Regions from separate parts of the Mus musculus genome. Here region 1 is linked to region 2. The links are chromatin contacts, called in public promoter capture Hi-C maps. All regions are on one chromosome and are shown on one strand. Each heading gives the region's core, a stretch centred on a gene start, on an enhancer-like site or on the middle of the called end of the contact. The rest is flanking DNA. Distances are from core to core; before and after follow the strand shown.

Region 1 (3,134 bases), core at 312-2,811, 130 kb after region 2:
CAGACTGGCAAGATGGCTCAGTGGTTAAGAGCACTGACTGCTTAACCTGAGCAAAAGGTCCTGAGTTCAAATCCCAGCAATCACCTGGTGGCTCACAACCATCTGTAGTGGGATCTGACGCCCTCTTGTGGTGTGTCTGAAGATAGCCATGGTATACTCACATACATAAAATATATAATTTTTTTAAAGACTGGTAGAAGAGGATTCTAATATCAGTCTCTCTCTCCTCTCTCTCTCTCTCTCTCTCTCTCTCTCTCTCTCTCTCTCTCTCTCTCTCTCTCTTTCTCTCTCTCTCTCTCTCACACACACACACACACACATATACTCACTCACACACACTGCCTAAGAAATACCTGAGACTGCCCTCTAACTTCTATTTGCACCTTCACATATATGATCATACACCACACACACACACACACACACACACACACACACACACACACACACACACACACCAGCTAGGATACAGCTTACTTCCCTTTCTTATTGCCCCTAGGCCTCACATCATTCCCAGGAGACAGACCTCCCATCTCCACAGCAGTTGGTCTCATCTGAGGACATTCCACCCTGAAGCTCCTTCTCTTCCAAGACGCTACTCTGCTGTCCCAACATCTGCTGTTTCTGGTCTCAAGAGAGACCCAGATTGGGGTCCCTTTAGCCTGCTGAGAGGTCTGGCTCTCCAGCAGCCCTTAATGGGTCCTTTTACACAAACCACCCTCCCTGGTCCATACAGGCTGCCACCACCTGACCTCTACTTCATCTCAGAGCGAACCTGTGGAACTCCATAAGGCAGGTCGATTCTCGAACCATTCCTACCAAGTGCTATGGGGACAGAGAGGGCGTCTCAGATCATTTGTGACATTGTCAGAAGTAACCCCTCCCCACTATCACTCCACTGTCTTGTGTTTTCATTGACGCTTGCTTTAGTCACTTGCTTGCAAGTGTGTGACTATGTCACCCAGAACAGGGATTCTTCTGCCTGACTCGCAACAGGATCGGAAGGGATATGAATCCTAGGGGCCATAAGGAGGGTGTGTGTGTGTGTGTGTGGAGGTGCGACGATGTCGATGTCTCCACTCGGCTTCTCTTTCCTCGCCCTCACAGGTGGCAATCCAAGCAAGGGCACATAGGGCCAGTTGCATCTGCGCAGGATCCGGAACCCCACTGCCAACCGCTCGCGCCAAGGACCGCAATTCTCCTCAGCTGGCAAGATTCTGGGTCGCCACCACTTTGTGCAGATGGGACACTCGAAGCTGCTCTTCGGCCGCGCGGCCTACGGGGTTTGTTATTGTGCGAACACCGGCCGCTGAGCGGGTGCTGCCGCCTGGCGCGTGCCCGTCGGTACCGCACCGGGAGCGCGCGGAGAGGAGCGGGGCGGGGTTGGGGATTCTCGACACCTCAGCCTGGCTCTAGAACCCGGATTGGTCCGGACGCCGGGAGCGCGCGAGGGCGCGGCTCTTAGGGCCGGGCGGGGGGCACGCGCGGCGCCGGCGGCGGCCGCGGAGGAGCGCGGGGAGGAGCGCGGAGGAGGAGCGCAGGGAGGAGGGGAAGGGGAGGGAGGAGGCGCCCGCCGGGTTCCCTGCAAAGCGGCCTTATTTATCTGGGCACAGCCTCAGCCTCCCCGGTGGGAGGCTCAGGGCGGCAGATCCTCTCCCACCGGGGAGCTCCGCTCGGAACTCTGCGGAGAGGGCCCTGGCGCGGGGCGCCGGGCGCGGGGCGCAGTCGGGCCCTGCTAGCCAGTCCAGCACCTCGGCCGCCTCCGCGCTAGGCGGCTCGGGTGCTGAGCTCCCCATGACGCGAGGTCGCCCGGCGGACAGCGTGGCATGAGCCAGAAGCCCTGGCCGAGGTAAGGTGTGTGTGCGCGCGCGGCCAGGCTGCGGGGAGGGGAGGGTCCAGGTCGAGCCACTGCCTCCGCGAAGGCTACAATGAGGAGGGGGCGGGGTGGGGACTTGGGACTGCGCCGCGGCCGCCGCCGCCTGAGCAGGGCTTACGTAATCGCAGCCCCTTCCCCACCTCACCCTTCGGCCGCTGAGCCAGCGGTTCCGCAGCCCCTAACCCTAGTGGCCGGCCTGATTGCGCCCCGCTCGCTACCGGCAGCGCGGTCAGGCTGTATCTCCGTACCACGGAATTGCTGAGAGGAAGCACGGTGGCTGCGAGGACGCGGAACTGCAGGCCGTCAGCCCCCACTCCTTCTGGCTTGGCTCTGGGCTCTCCCCACTCCAGCCCTATGAGCCTCCGGCGGACTGGAGGACGTGACAGGTGTTGATACAATTAAAAGGGAGGAGCCATGTGGATATGTGGCCTAGGGGTCCTGGACGCCTTCTGGACATGAGCTGGTATAGAGCTGCCGCCCACAGCTCTATACCAGGGAGTGGGCTGGCATGTCTTTGGTTCTAGAAAAAGAAAATGGGCCTTGGCCAAGATTGGAAGGCTTCAAAATGGGGAATGGGCATCCTGAGATTGCTGAGCAGGGCTTCCATGTCCTTCTAGGATGTTAGTCAGTGGGGGATCCTCCCCACCCGTCATCCCAGGAGAGAAGGCTGCACTGTTGAGGCCTGGATCTGGCCTAGCAGCCCTCCTGCTAGCCCCTCCCAGCCCGAGCCAGCAGCTGACCTCCCAGGAGCAGATGGCAGATGCCACTTCACCTGCTCCCTCCTGGAGGCCCGACTTCCACTGCCATCTTGTCCCAGGGCCCACTGACCAGGGTCTTCTCAGGCCTCCCTGCTGCCCCTTCGGGACACGGGACCCTCTGTTCCAGCCCAACACTTTGATGAAGTGCTGGACAGCAGCCTCATCGCAGCAGGGGGGAGGGGCGGGGGGGGGGCCGGTGTTGGGACAGGAGCCTGGATGATTAGGGGCTGCCTAGATCAGGTCAGAGGCATGGTGGAGCCTCGATTTCCTGCCTAGACGTGGCCTGAGGGCCGGGCTGGGAGCCATTGGGAGAAGAGAGGGAAAGTCAAGGTTGAAAACGTGGGTGATGTTGAGATAGCCCAAGATTCAGCAGCCTCATTTCCTGCCACCCTCACTATTTGCCTCCCCAGTCACCCATACTGTAAGTCCAGGACACGTATGCACTCACCTGTTCTCCCAAATACACCTGAACAGGTCCCGTCTCGCACTGATGAAGTTAA
Region 2 (2,920 bases), core at 119-2,618:
AGATAGGATCTCATGTATCCCAGGCAGGCCTTGAGCTCCTGTCCTCCACCTCCACCTGAATGGCTTTCAGAACCAAGACCTCCATGTCACTAGTGCTGAGATTACAGGTGTGTGTCACCATGCCTGGCTTCTAGGCAAAAGAGAGAGAGAGAGAGAGAGAGAGAGAGAGAGAGAGAGAGAGAGAGATGACTAGTACAGACAGGATTGATAGCTTCCAGGTCATCAACACTGCCTCAATAAATGAAATCAAGAGGGTGACTGAAGAAGACAGAAGACACCCAGTGGTAACTCTGGCCTTCCTCACCTATATGTAAACATGTACACAAGTACCTGCACACATGTGTGCCCACATATGTGCACACATATACATACATGTTATATACATATATTGTATACACACACATCTATGCAAAGAAAGACATGAAAATCCCCAAGTGAAGCCGTGAGTGCGCACAGGCTGGCTGCAGGTGCAAGGTCACATCTGTACCTCCCGGAAACTAGGCTGCTCATGTATTTCTCGTGTCCACACTGTCTAGTATAGGGTCCCTCTGAGTGGTGGGGTACAACTGAAAATGTGAGGTTGAATTTAATATAATTTACACATATAGCTTTATGATTACACACCGAAGAACTTAGCCCTAGACAACCCCGGCTCAGAGAGGAAGGAATCAAATAAAGGCTGTCATGTGATATCCGAGGAGCAAGACAAGCCGGACAATGCACAGGTCACGTGATTCTGTGAGGATACCCATCCTGAAAGGCATGTCCTCAAAGGTGTTGGGACCCTGAAGGATGCCAGGCCATGGCCATATCTTCTGAGACAGATGAGACCCCCTGCTGGTATAATCTACATTTGGTTCATAACCCAACTATGTGAAATCCTCATGCTATTTTTGTAATGTGTAAGTCTGAGATTGTTATAACATAAAAAACTTAAAAACTGGGCTGGAAAAACCAGGTATGGTGGCACATGCCTTTAATTCCAGCACTTTGGAAGCAGAGACAGGTGGATCTCCATGAGTTTGAGACCAGCTTGGTCTGTGAAGGTAGTTTCAGAATAGTCATGGCTAATTAACAGAGAGAACCCATCTAAAATAAATAAATAAAACTGGGCTGACAAGATAAATCAGAGGGTAAAAGTACTTGGCACCAAGTTTGATGACCTGAGTTCAAATCCTGGGACCCACAACTGCGAGTCATCCTCTGTCTGACACACAGGTGCTATGGCACGTGCACGTGAACACACACAGAAAAGTAACAAATGTGGTTTAACTTTTTTAAGCTGAAAGCTAAAATGAGGAACTGACACTGGCTCATGGTCTGGTGAACCTTCCAGAAACATTGTCCCCAGAGCCCTGGCAGGGCCCTATCTGCGGGCTCACAGGGAGTGGGACCCTGCTGAGCCTGGCCTGCAGACGAGGGCCTCCAGAACTGAGAGAGCATTCATCTGGTTTTGGTTGTTTGGTTTGCTTTTGTTGTGGCAGTAATTGAACCCAGAGCCTCCTGCACGGTAGAAAAGCACTCTGCCACCAAGAGGCTCTCTGGCCCCTTCCTTTTACTTTTTATTTTGAGAGAGACTCCCTTTCAGTTTCCCTAGCTGAACTTGAGTTCACTCTGTAGGCACTCGGGCTATGCCCTGCTCTAAGTGACTCCATATTGTATAAAGCAATGTTTTGTTTGGTTTTGTGTTTGTTTTCAGACTGTGCCTTTCCCTGGAAGGCTCCGTTTTATAAGCAGGTTTTGTTGTTGTTGTTGTTGTTTGTTTGTTTGTTTGTTTGTTGTTTTTTGTGTGGTTTTTGTTTTGTGTGTGTGTGTGTGTGTGTGTGTGTGTGTGTGTGTTTTACTCATTTTAAAAAATGAATTGTGTTTCTCTCCTTGAGTGTGTTTGAGTGCACGGGTACCGTAGCCTGCATGGGAAGGTCGGGAGGCGTGCAGGAGGAGTCGCTCCTCTCCTTCCACCATATGGGTCCTGGGGATTGAACTTGGGTCGTCAGACTCTGTAGCAAGTGTTTCTACCCATGAGCCTTCTCCCCAGCCCTTTACGCCATTTTGAGGAAGAAAGGTGGTTGCAGCCCCTAGGTGGACCCCAAAACTGTCAGGCACCAGTCTCCAGCACAGACTGATGGACTTGGGAACAGAAAAAAGTCACCCTCTAGGCTTATTAAGATGAATAGAGACTATAGGGGCAGGGGGTGTATTTGAAAATCACATCCCAGAAACCCTAGAACTTATCAGACACACCAAGCCAGGAACAGGGTGGGAAGCAGGGTATCACCTGCTACCCTCGGTACCAGAATTTTCACTCTGCAGCACACATGCACACAGATCCATGTCAGGATGCTCAAAAGTGGTGAAGACCAAAGACTGAGATGGTATGGCCCACACCAACTGTTCCTCAAGGACTGACAAGTCGAAGACCCTCCTACTGTCCCTGGAGCAGCTCAGCTAGTGCCCTGCTGCTGCTTGCCTGCCATCCACCTTTTGGGCTTCTTGACCTGGTTCAGCCTGTCACCCCACAGCTGAATGGCACAGCTTTACTCTCAAATCCCACTTCCAACAATGTCCGCAGCAGCACCCCTGCGACGCTGGTCTGGTTCATCAGTACAACCCTCTCTCGGTCCACTGCTACAACCTTATGAACTCTGCTGTGGCCTCTTTAATTCGCACACATATGTGCACAGATACATAGATGTGTTTACTGTGTGCTGTGTGATGTGAGCGGTAGCTGCTGGTGGACCCCACTGTTCTAATTAAGATTAGAATTAAAGAACCCACAGTATCCAGGCCTGGGTTATGCAGGTACGTGAGGTTATGTGACAAATTGCTGTCATCAAACTGCTGAGTGAACTTGTTATACGATAAATTCTGCTATCACAGAAAGACACAACACGTTCATCTCAGGACAGTGGGCTAGCCTGCC

What was found. Promoter capture Hi-C pulls out the DNA fragments that hold promoters and counts their contacts.
Region 1: a promoter capture Hi-C map of cranial neural crest shows a contact between it and region 2, with 3 times the contacts expected there. The contact joins the promoter of Fbxl16 here to the enhancer-like site in region 2. A contact is called at or near these places in 5 of 39 promoter capture datasets (the 3T3-L1 cell line, the HPC-7 cell line, HPC-7-derived erythroid cells and 2 more) and 1 of 9 other capture datasets (adipose tissue).

Annotation. Positions count from the first base shown.
Region 1 is chr17:25,807,538-25,810,671 of GRCm38.p6, forward strand. Fbxl16 (F-box and leucine-rich repeat protein 16) reads left to right here and starts at 1,562. Exons shown (of 6, transcript NM_001164225.2): 1 at 1,562-1,849.
Region 2 is chr17:25,676,818-25,679,737 of GRCm38.p6, forward strand. No RefSeq gene overlaps it. Among named protein-coding and RNA genes, the nearest start is that of Gm22645, 16 kb to the right of the region's middle. Within about 2 kb of position 1,369, at least 36 of the 459 cell types and tissues checked have an H3K27ac peak or open chromatin away from gene starts, as enhancers often do.